Linked DNA regions of Zea mays: region 1 is linked to region 2. The links are chromatin contacts, called in public Hi-C maps. All regions are on one chromosome and are shown on one strand. The core of a region is the stretch at or near the end of the contact, and the rest is flanking DNA. Distances in the headings are between cores, read along the strand shown.

Region 1 (6,139 bases), core at 3,220-5,719, 240 kb before region 2:
TGGAGTCGGAGGAGCGGTCGCGCGGCGTCGGCGACGGAGGCGGCTGCGACGAGCAGCACCTTCTGTCGCGGTTCGCGGCGGCGATGGAGGAAGAGGAGGGGAGCGAACTCGGCGCCATGTTCCGGTCGCCGGAGGCGAAGCGGCGGTTCCTGCGGGACATCGTCGTCAGCTTCGTGCTCGCCGGGAAGGACTCCACGTCCTCCGCGCTCACATGGTTCTTCTGGCTCCTCGCCGCCAACCCGCGCTGCGAGCGGCGCGTGTACGAGGAGGTGGCGTCGCTCTCGCTCCACAGATATGGCGTCGACGACGAAGGCGGCTACGACGAGCTCAGGGGGCTGCACTACCTGCACGCGGCGCTCACCGAGGCGATGCGGCTGTATCCGCCGGTGCCCATCAACTCGAGGGTGGCGGCCGCGGGGGACGTGCTGCCGGATGGCACGACGGTGCGCGCCGGCTGGTTCGCGGACTACTGCGCGTACGCGATGGGGAGGATGCCGCAGCTGTGGGGCGACGACTGCCGCGAGTTCCGCCCCGAGCGGTGGCTCGATGGCGGAGGCGAGTTCGTGGCGGTGGACGCGGCGAGGTACCCGGTGTTCCACGCCGGCCCGAGGGCGTGCCTCGGTAAGGAGATGGCGTATGTGCAGATGAAGGCCGTTGTGGCCGCCGTGGTCAGGAGGTTCGCCGTGGAGACGGTGCGGGCGGCAAGCATGGAGGCGCCTCCGCCGTACGAGATGACGGTGACGCTGAGGATGAAGGGCGGGCTGCCTGTGCGGATAAGGAGGCGGGAGAGCGACGCAGGCCGGCACTGATGATGACAGGAAGCCGAAGCAGAAAAGGCCGGCTATCATGATTCATGAGAGGTTGGTGTACACAGTGCACATATTTAATCGTAATTACCTATCATAAATCTAACATTCCTCGATGTTCTATATATTTTGCGAATAACATCTTTCACTACTTTATCCTGCTCTATGCAGGAAGACAGAGAGATGGAGTATGCAAGCAACAAAGCAACACACATCGCAATGGTCAGCCGAGGAATCGGAGATTTAAAAGAGACATTTTTCCTGAAAATTACTGTAAAATATTCCCCCCATCTATCCAAAACAATGATGTAATTCTTACCTCTCAAGAAGCCAAAGTTTTTAAATTTAAAATATGGAAAAAGCTAACATTTACGATAATAAATATTAGATTAATTACAGAAAATATATTTTTAGAATATTTATTTGTAGACATCAATGATATTTTCAATGAAAATTAAGAAAGTTTGGCTTAATTCAAATCTAGAAACATGAAATTGCTCTACAGAGCTCCGATCAAAACAGGTAATACTATCACTGCTTGCCAATGAGAGACATACATACTGAAAGTTCAGCTAAGATTTGGCGTTACCTTATTGCAAATTATAGCATCCGGGGGTACAGTCAGAACCATTACTGAAAATCACTGCGTGGCAATGATGGGCAGGTAAAAGTGAAAGAACGCAGTTGCATACATAGATCATAGATGGGGCGCACTCTTATCACATCAACACTCGCCCGAATGTCCTCCGGCTACGTTTGGCGAGTTGCTTAAACATCCTCAAGAAAAGCCGGATTGATACGCCTGCCACCCCTCCATGCGATACTGTCTCGCGGTCTCTACAGGGTTACTGGCCTTTATAATCCCTCGTCCGACTATAATTATATCACTACCTCTGTCGTTGATGACCTGTTTATCACAGCGTTTCAAGTCAGAAAAGCTCATAGAAACATGGAACGCATTGAAAGAAAAAACTAATATCCCGTTTGGATGTAGATATTGGAGCATAGAATTGGAAATTGGGAATTGGAATCAGCTTTCTTAAATTATGTTGTTTGGTTGCACATGGAATTGAAATTTGGAACCAGAGGTCCACTAGAAACCCCCTCTCAATACAAAGCCTCGCCCCCCTCGGTATTGCGTGGAATTACACCACACAATTCCTAACTCTAATTCAATGATATCCAAACAATAGAATTGGAATTACATGCTTGATTTGGTATTCAACCAATTCAATTCCAACGAAAATTAGTTTGTATCTAAATTATGGTTATTAGAATGGAATTCAATACCAACGAAACAAACGAGGCCTAAGAAGACTTCCGGCCTCTACACAACTAGGGTGTACACAGCCACGAAAAAATAAAAGAAAAGACATAACAACATCTATCATGTCACAGTAAACGACACCACACAACTTAGTCTTCAAAACCAACCACTAAACACAACTTAGTCTTGAAAACTTGATATTATAATGCTTATAGCCAACAATTATCTAAATGTACTTTCATGCTATCAAACTAATACCAAGTTTTCGAGAACTGGCACCAGTGTATAAGGTATAAGTAACCTAACCTACCAACTTCCAAGATACATAGCAACTTTGAAGGATTAAAAATAAACACCACAGCAGTGAGCAGTCACGCGAGAATCAAATGGCAAAAGCACACTCACAGAAAAGGGAGTGTTATATTGTTGCCCAAGGGCATCTCCTCCAGCAGCTATCTGAACCCCAGGAGTGGCATGGATAAATGCTGGGCTTGACGGTGCTGGTGACCAAGATGCAGGATTCACTGATATAAATCCTATTACAAAGTCAGGATGTTGCTCGGCAATCTTTACAGCCGCAGCAGTGTAGTCTCCATAAGCAAGGTTGCCAGCTGAGCTCATTTCAGCAAGCAAAAGTAGGCCCCTTCCTTTAGGCAAACCCTTCAATGCCAGAAGACAACAGTGACTGTGAGCAACGCAATGCATGAGCTATTAGCAGCTGCAAATTAACTATTATCTTTAACTCAGTAATTGTGTAAGACCTATGCATATATGTCATGAAATACCTTGAGCTTCAAGCCATCTACAATCCCAGGTCCAGGAACTATATGCGCATTAATAATATCCGCCCAGTCTAAGATGCGGAATATACCTCTGAACCGAAGTAAAGAAAATGCCAACTATGTCACACAAATGTATGTATAAGAAGGAAAATAAATTAAATAGTTATAGTTCCTTTTTCTCACCCTTCAGATTGCATAGTTACTGTGTTCCCAATGTCAGCAAACTTGCGGTCTTCAAAGATCAGAAAGTTGTGCTTCCCAGCAATCTTCAATTGAAAGTTAAGAATCAGCACAATACTGAATCAGCTATGCGGTAACCAGATGCAGAGTATAACTTCAGCAATCGGAACAGGAATACACAAAACGCCTCTAGTAATGAATAAAATAAAATCAAGCTAAAAGAACCAAGTAAATTGGCCTGGTATAGGGATTTTGCCTTTCATTTATGGACAACCCATTCCGATTACACATAATGATACTGTGTATACATGATAATGAAAGCACCGACATCTGATTTGAAACAAAGTACAACTTCAGGACTCTAACTGGGCGATTATGGACACTGACATCCTTATGATCAGTAACACTACAACAAAAAGATAAGGAAACTGCTGTCAGAAGAGAACATACTGTGCGAAGGTTGGCCCCAAAATCTGGTGTAAAATCAGACAAGATATCAACATGTGTTTTCAGCATACAAATCTCTGGACCAACCTAAACAAGTGGGGCAAACAAATCAAAACAATGTTAGCAAATAGTAGGAGAGCATCGCAAATACACAATAACTAGTAGCATATATATGTGTGTATACATACCTTGTCAGCAAGCTCAAGTAGCTCCTTGGCTGTCCCAACATCAGCCGCGACACACAAGTTGCTCTGCTTCGCCTCCATCACCTCGAACAACCTCCTCCCCATGGGGTTCGTGGCCAACCCCGCCCTCTCCGCAAACGACTTCCTCCGAGCAGTAGCCGACGGCTTGGGTGGCCCAGCAGGCACCCCGGGCACCGCCACCTTCCTGTTGGCTTGGAGGAACCGCCTGACCTCCGCGATCTTCTCCTCGCCGACCTTCCCGTGCCTCGCCAGCACGGCGAGCATCTCCGTGAGGGTCATGAGCGAGTGCAGCGCGACCCCGCTAGCGGCGAGGTTCTCGCGCCCACCTTGCTCGCGGTCGATGACGACGACGGCGTCGGCGACCACGAGCCCCTCGGCGCGGAGCGGGGCGACGGTCTCGAGCACGGAGGCGCCGCTGGTAACGAGGTCCTCGACGATGAGCACGGTCTGGGCGGCGCGGAAGGCGCCCTCGACGCGCTTGGTGTCGTAGCGGCTGAGCAGCATGGGCACGGAGGCGGCGACGGAGAGCGCGGCCGCGAAGGGCAGCGCTGTGTAGGGCACGCCGCAGAGAAGGTCGTAGGGGCGCGTGGCCGGGAGCGCGCCGAGGAGGGACGCGACGGAGGCGAGCAGGCGCGGGTGGGAGACGAGCACGCGCAGGTCCAGGTAGATCGGGGAGGTGATCCCGGACTTGAGCACGAAGGTGCCCAGCTTCACGGCCTCCACCGCGTGCAGGTCCAGGATCAGCGCCTCCTTCGCGGCGGCGTCCATGGTGTTGGTGGGCGGCGTGTGTGTAGTGGCCGACTGTGCTGCGCGAACGGGGGAGAAAAGTTCTTGACTCGACATTTTTCTCTGTGGAAATGAGTACGTGTAGAAATGCTCTTCTACCAACACACACAAGCCGACAACCAAGCTAGCTTGTGCTCGTCGGTCGTCGCGATCGCGATTGTCCGAGTCACCAGAGAGAAAGCGTCCCGGAGAAGATTGATGCCCGCCCACACCGGAGCGGCAGAATGCGCCAACGGCAGAAAACTTGCCACCAGCACGTGGAAATTTTTTGCAGCGGAATCTGGACGAGGCGGCATGGCAAGCCCCAAGGCGCAAGCTGCGGCAAGCAATCGCGGCGGCAGTGGCTACCGACCAGCATTGTCACCAAACAAGCACGGAGTTGGGGCAAGTGAAATTACGCGGAGGCCACTTCACCCCGAGAGAAATCTAAACCCAGGGTGTAGAGATGTTATTCGGAAGAACACGTGGAGGAGTCGTACGATTCTCAACATCGACAGCATCAGGAGCTAACCTAAGAGGAGTGCCAATAAGACACAGCCATTACAACTCGTCGGATTCATTGCATACACCATCTTATTATGGATAACCGTATACGTTGATTTTATCTAAGTATACGTTTGTTTGCCTACTTGTTGTAGACATAAGCTACATGAACGATAATGGAGCATGCTCTGGATGAATCTCCTCTACAATGATTCTGATTGCATACAGTTAGGTCCTCACAATTGTAAGATCTTGTTGGGATATTCTCATTTCACATGGAATTGCTAGGGATTTGAACTCACTCAATCACGTTCAATTAAGATGAACAAATTAGCCATAAGTAGGGACCTTTCCATGTTAGACATTGTTCGGTTATTACTATCCCATATATATTGGATGTGATTGAAAAAATTTATGAAAGATTTTGACTTGTTCGAGATTAAAACCCACTCAATTCATATTTAATCTCACTCAATCCATATGGATTGAGATCAAAACGAACATGCCCTTGTTATGCCAATTGCCTGGATTTGCCCTTATTATGCTTGGAATGCTCACGGCGCCCTCCTCATAGCAAGCTGTTCTTGTATGCCTGCCACCCTTGCACCCGGTACTCACATGCCGTCTTCAAAGGATCGCTCGCCTTTATAATCCCGCGCCCAACTATGATTATGTCACTGCCCCTGTAATTTATCACCTGAATCGCAAATCGATATGTATCATATCAATGGAATGTGATCGTGGTGGGGGGTAAGTGATCAAACTCTCATAAGCACTGGTATATAACAAACTAATGGCTAGTTTGGCAACCCCGTTTTTCCAAAGATTTTCATTTTTCCAGGAGAAATTAGTTCATTTTCCCTTGAAAGAAAATAAGAATTCCTCAGGAAAATGGAGTTGCCAAACTAGCCCTAAAAACATTAAGATGTACCAATAAACACCAATATTCCAACGGCCACACAAACAAACAGTACATGCACAGTTGTACTTACAGACTCAGGATTGTTGTATTGTTGCCCAAGATCATCTCCTCCAGCGGCCATCTGAACTCCAGGTGTGGCATGGATAAACGCCGGGCTTGATGGTGTTACTGACCAAGATGCGGGATTAACTGATATAAATCCCATCACAAAGTCAGAATGTTGCTCAGCGATCTTTACAGCAGCAGCAGTGTAATCTCCA
Region 2 (6,104 bases), core at 1,560-4,059:
CTATCGCGCGGCGGAGGAAGGAGTATCATGTCGTAGCTGCCGTCGAGGGACATGAACTCAAGACTCCCGAAATGGAGCATCGTCTCGGGTTGGAAAGGTTGCTGGAGACTACCCATCTGGAGCTTGACGGGAAGCTGTTCGTCAATCACGCAGCAGGCCCCTACCTGGCGCGCCAACTGTCGGCGTTTCGACCCCGGGGGGTCCCTGGACCGACGAGTAAATTGTCGCTGTGTGTCCCAGCCCAGATGGGTCGGCGCGAGACGAAGCACGAAGGGGGGAAGAAACAGGCAAAGGGGAAACCCGTGGCCTTCGTGTTGCCCTGCGCCCAGGTCGGGTGCGCTTGCAGTAGGGGGTTACAAGCGTTCGCGTAAGAGAGCCTTACGCGTCGACCCGTTCTCCCGCACGGCCAACCTTCTCGTACGAGAGCCCTGGACCTTCCTTTTATAGGTGTAAGGAGAAGGTCTAGGTGTACAATGGGGGGTGTAGCAGTGTGCTAACGTGTCTAGCAGAGAGGAGCTAGAGCCCTAAGTACATGTTGTCGTGGCAGTCGGAGAGGTTTTGGCACCCTGTTCATGTGATGTCGTGGCCGTCGGAGGAGAGCTGGAGCCCTGCGGAAGGACAGCTGTCGGGGCTGTCGAATCCTTGCTGACGTCTCCTTGCTTCCGTAAGGGGCTGAGCGCCGCCGTCGTCATGGGGCACGCGGGGCGCCATCATTATTTGTTTACCGGGGCGAGCCAGATGGGACGCCAGTCTTGTTCCCCGTAGCCTGAGCTAGCTAGGGGTAGGGTAATGATGCCCCCCCCCGTGACGTGGTCGGTCCGAGCCCTAGGTCGGGCGAGGTGGAGGCTCCTCCGAGGTCGAGGTCGAGTCCGTCTTCCGAGTCGAGGCTGAGTCCGTCCCCTGGGGTCGGGCGAGGCGGAGTCCGTCTTCCGAGGTCGAGGTCGAGTCCGAGCCCTGGGTCGGGCGAGGCGGAGTTCGTCGTCTTCCGGAGCCGAGGCTGAGTCCGAGCCCTGGGGTCGGGCGAGGCGGAGTCCGTCGTCCAGCGTCGAGGTTGAGCCCGAGCCCTGGGGTCGGGCGAGGCGGAGTCCGTCGTCCAACGTCGAGGTTGAGCCCGAGCCCTGGGGTCGGGCGAGGCGGAGCTTCCTATGGCGCCCGAGGCTGAACTTAGCTGCTGTCAGCCTCACTCTGTCGAGTGGCACAACAGTCGGAGCGACGCAGGCGACGCTGTTTTCTTGTCAGGTCGGTCAGTGGAGCGGCGAAGTGACTGCGGTCACTTCGGCTCTGTCGACTGAAGAGCGCGCGTCAGGATAAGGTGTCAGGCGATCCTTGCATTAAATGCTCCTGCGATACGGTCGGTTGGCGTGGCGATCTGGCCAAGGTTGCTTCTCTGCGAAGACTGGGCCTCGGGCGAGCCGAAGGTGTGTCCGTTGCTTGAGGGGGCCCTCGGGCGAGACGTGAATCCTCCGGGGTCGGCTGCCTTTGCCCGAGGCTGGGCTCGGGCGAGGCGAGATCGTGTCCCTTGAGTGGACTGAGCCTTGACCTTAATCGCGCCCATCAGGCCTTTGCAGCTTTGTGCTGATGGGGGTTATCAGCTGAGATTAGGAGTCCTGGGGGTACCCCTAATTATGGTCCCCGACACTTCTCATCCCTGGCAGCAGTGGACTATGCCACACAGGGGAATATGACAGGAGGGGCCCAGCCTCGGGAGGTGCCGCGCACGACGGGGGTCACCTTGCTCCGTCTTTGCCTGTGATGGGAACGACAAACCCTAGTGAGGCAATGCGAGGCGAGTGAGTGGCACGATTAGGAGCAAAGTCGTGGACGCTAGGGCTTGGACTCGGAAAGGCTGCCACGCCGGCAAATCTCGGCGATGCGAAGGAGGGCGAGGAGGCGGAGCACGGAGAGAAGGTCCTGAAAGCAAATGCGCGAGGCAAGCCCAAGACGGCGGAGGCGGAAGAGAAGAGGCGTGAATGGCAGGTTAATTTCCTAAGAGTTTGAGTTTTTTTTTGCAAAACACATCCGCCAAACACGGGCGTGCGAGTAAACCATGTTAGGTTTTAATAACTTTGATTTGATTGTTACCGGTAACAAGGCACCTATGATGATTTTTATAATATCAAGACTTCTCGGTTCAGTCTGAGTGTTTTGAATGTGTTGAAAAGTGAGTCATCATATTACTTTTCAAAATACATGTCTGTGTGAAAATTTAAGATCTAGATAGCATTGCAGAAAACTGTAACGCCCCGTTTGGATTACTGGAATTGAATTCTATTCCAATAATAATAATTTAGGCATATATCAATTAAGATAATTCGTTTTTATATAAAATATATTTGTATACTATTATTAGCAAGATGTCCTACATATTTATGTGCTACATTTTTACTATAGAGGAGTGGAACGAAGAATGTCATGTAAGTTACAGAGTAGAAACAAATTCTACTCATGTATAAAATCATTTCCTATCCTCCACCCTATGAATTTGAGATAAGCTTATATCTGAACTTTGGAAAGTGGTGGAATACCAAATTCTAAACTAAATAAGTTGCTTTATTGAGTGAATTCCAATTCTTTTAAAATGAAGGATCCAAACGTCCTGGTTGCAAGCTAGTTATGCTCACATTCACCGGTCACCACAGATCGCGCCCCGACTCACGACTGGCTCGTTTATAACTCAAGCGGACTTTGTATCGAGCTAGGCATGAAACACGCGCCGCCGGTCGGCTCGAGTTAGCGGCTGAGCTCAAGCTGGGAACTAGGCTCCCTCGACCTCGGCTCGTCGACAGCCGAACCCATCGTCTCACGGACGCCGAACCCAGAAGCCGCCGACCCCTTTCCCGCCGCACGGATCCAAAACCCTAGCCCCTCCTCGGCGTTTTTCCCCTCCCGGCGACGGCGAGGCGGCGGAGATGATGCGGCAGCAGCAGCAGCAGCTTCCACCTCCGCCGCAGCACCCGCCGCCCCAAGCCTCCTCCGCCGCCGGTGGCGGCGGCGGTGGCGAGTTCTACCGCGGCCCGCCGATGCGGCAGCTGTCCGCGGCGTCCTCCACCAATCTCCCGCCCGACTACGCCGCACACCCGGCCCCCCCGTCACAGCAGCAGCATCAGCCTCCTTACGACGGTAACAGCTAAACATTTCATTCACTGGTAGTCGTTGTTCCCTCCATTCTAGGGTCAGGGGAAGAGTAGGTAGATACCTATATTAGGTCGCAGGTATTGCCTTATTACTGCCAGTCCGTATAAACTCAAGAGTGTGAGATCAACTGCCACTTAAAAGTTAAACATACCGGGAGTTTCTTGAGATTTAACTGTAGACTTCTTGGTCCACCTTTGCATATCATAACTACACAAATCACATTGTAATTTTGATTCTCTGCAGCTTATGGTGACAGTTTTGGTGCTAAAAGGATGCGGAAGCCTGTCCAGCGACGAACAGTGGACTACACAAGCAGTGTTGTCCGTTATGTTCAGGTTGTTTGGATTGCTATTTTTTTGTTTGGATATCCATAATCATACAGAGTTTATTTCGGAGGACTCTGGACTTTGATCCTTTAAAGTTTATATTTTTTCTGTTTCTGTTTATATCTTAGTTTGAATTTGTAATGCATGCTTATCATCTGTTACATGCAGTTTCCATCCCATCAGTAGTGCTGATTTCCACTATGTACAATTGCAGGCTCGCATGTGGCAGCGGGACGCTAGGGATAGATTCACATTGCAGCCAACTCCAGCAGCTGTCCTGGATGTATGTTCCTTCACTCGTAATATGTTAAAAAAATGGAGCGGCAGTTGCCTATGCTATGAGTATTGATTGGTTTAAGCTTTAGAAGATAGTACCTATGTTTGATAAATACCTTCATCTGTATGAAATCACGAGCAATCAGATGTTATACGAAATTCTTACGGATTGAAGTGTTAAATGTGAATCTAGCATACAATGGACACAATACTATTGTGCACCATAATAGTGAAGTTCGACAAAAAGTGCATACGAATAATTATCATGCTAGTAATTCTTCAATTAATCTTAACATGGATAGTTACTCTATGTTAGTATGTTATGCAGAAAATCCCGTTAATCCTAATAACCAATCAAAGATCTTGATGACTAGTTCTTGTTACAAACTTATTTTGATAGCTTTAACGAATTGCAGATGTTACCTTCTGTCGCATATCCAGACAATCCCTCAACAAGTTTTGCTGCCAAATTTGTACATTCGTCAATCAATAAGAACCGGTGCTCTATTAATCGTGTCTTGGTGAGTAACTGAGTATTGTAACCTATTTTTCTGCTTTCTCAATAATCCACATTGAACATTTCGCTGTTATGTACTTGTATTCTCAGAAGTCAAGCAACAGCTTGCTGTTGGTTATACATAAATCCAATTAGCAATACCAAGCGATTATACATAAATGCAATTAGCAACACCAAGGGGAAAAATTAGAGTAGACAGTAGAGATACACCATAGAAGAAACTTGAGCTAAGAGAGGGTCTGAGAGACACATTTATCCTACGTGATTGCAGCAAAATACCATCCTTGAAGCCTTTCTTCCACTTACTGAAATCTGATTGCTTTCCTTCAAAACTATTATTGTTTCCTGACCGCGAAGCTAGCTCTATCAGGATTTCTATGAAATGTAATTCATCTCTAGGTGTATATTTCAACCATATGGATTATGGATTACTATTGTGAAGTTGTTATTTTTAAAAGCCTGTAACTGCTTACAGTTGGATAAATATGCTCATTGATATGCCATTCATGATTAACAATAATACAATATTAGAATCTACCACTTATATCCTGGGCTGATCACTAGTCAGAATTTCAAAATTTGCAATGCTACATGCAAATTACTATTGCATTTTGGTAAATTCATCCAAGCCTTGCCTTGTGATCTTGGTAAAAACTGCTACAAATGAGCATTTATTCTTTTATGCATTAGTACACTCAATGATTTCAAGTCGAGCGACTTGCTAGTCGACACACCTGGGCGACTAGGCGACTAATCGCGATTAGGACGACGACTAGGTCGACTAATCGTGGCTAAGGCAGCAGCAGATTGAAGAGGGGATTCAAGAGGGGGGGACAGATCAAGAGAAAGGTGCAGAGGGGATTCAAGAGGGGGGACAGATCAAAAGAAAGGTGCAGTGATTGAAGTTACCGTCGGTTGATGTACTCATCTTGGTGCTAATGGCTGCTGGGCCGCCGCCGCTGCAGACTGCTGTTGGGCCGCCGCCGTCGAGGACGGTGAGCTGCTGACGCCGAGGAGGAAGGTGCAGGGCTGCCGCCACCGAGGAAAAGGGTGAGCAGGTGAGCACATTGAGGAACAAGGAGGGGGCAGAGGGTACCCACCGGTGTTGCACAGGGAGAGGTGAGCCGCCGCACAGGCACAGCCACCTGAACAGGAGAGAAGAGCAAAAAGCCACCGGAACAGGAGAGGAGAAGGTGACCTAAACCCTAACGTGTGTTTTACTGTTACACTAATGGGCCCAGCCGTCCAGCCCATATCCCAAACAGGCCGAAACAGGAGCCCTGGAAAATTAATCGTCCCGACCTAAACTGGACGACTAATCGTGTTTAGTCGACGACTAATCGGACGACCGGACGATTAGTCGAGCTGATCGGGTCGGCCTCCCTAGTCGTGTTAACAGGACCGACTAGTCCGACTAATCGCGACTAATCGCGATTAGTCGGACGACTTGAAATCACTGAGTACACTACAAACCAGGTAAATATTGTCAAGAAACTGTGCTGTCTTATTAATTTTGTCTATTTTAGTTTGTTGATTATGACAATCTGTAGCATAATTATCACTTTAATCAACATCCATCCACTTCTATTATTTTCATCCACTTGGGGTATAATACAATTTTATTTGTGGATAAAGTGGACCCCTACAGGCCGTCGACTTATCACTGGATCACAAAGTGGTGAATTTACGCTATGGAATGGGCAATCTTTTAACTTTGAAATGATACTTCAGGTATTCCACATTAATTATTTTGGACTTACTAATATGTGATAGTTTTAACTTAGTTTTTGGAGAAATCTGACAATCAGGCTCATGATCTACCTGTGAGATCAATGGTTTGGAGTCACAAT

What was found. A called contact is a pair of places that touch in the nucleus more often than the background predicts.
Region 1: a contact with region 2 is called in a Hi-C map of ear, with 4 times the contacts expected there. The contact joins the promoter of LOC100382013 here to the promoter of LOC100381986 in region 2. A contact is called at or near these places in 4 of 25 Hi-C or Micro-C datasets (ear, endosperm, leaf and 1 more).

Annotation. Positions count from the first base shown.
Region 1 is chr3:151,042,764-151,048,902 of Zm-B73-REFERENCE-NAM-5.0, forward strand. It overlaps LOC100382013, which reads right to left and starts at 4,470. Exons shown (of 6, transcript NM_001174779.1): 1 at 3,671-4,470; 2 at 3,486-3,569; 3 at 3,039-3,121; 4 at 2,859-2,946; 5 at 2,479-2,733; 6 at 1,366-1,713. The coding sequence starts at 4,456. The coding sequence ends at 1,585. LOC732794 reads right to left here. Exons shown (of 7, transcript NM_001112411.1): 6 at 5,950-6,139; 7 at 5,330-5,654. The coding sequence ends at 5,526. It overlaps LOC103650734 (cytochrome P450 94A1), which reads left to right. Exons shown (of 2, transcript XM_008676299.4): 1 at 1-860; 2 at 978-1,188. The coding sequence ends at 809.
Region 2 is chr3:151,285,192-151,291,295 of Zm-B73-REFERENCE-NAM-5.0, forward strand. It overlaps LOC100381986 (WD repeat-containing protein 33), which reads left to right and starts at 2,810. Exons shown (of 18, transcript NM_001174756.1): 1 at 2,810-3,120; 2 at 3,379-3,470; 3 at 3,676-3,744; 4 at 4,154-4,258; 5 at 5,890-5,985; 6 at 6,063-6,104. The coding sequence starts at 2,910.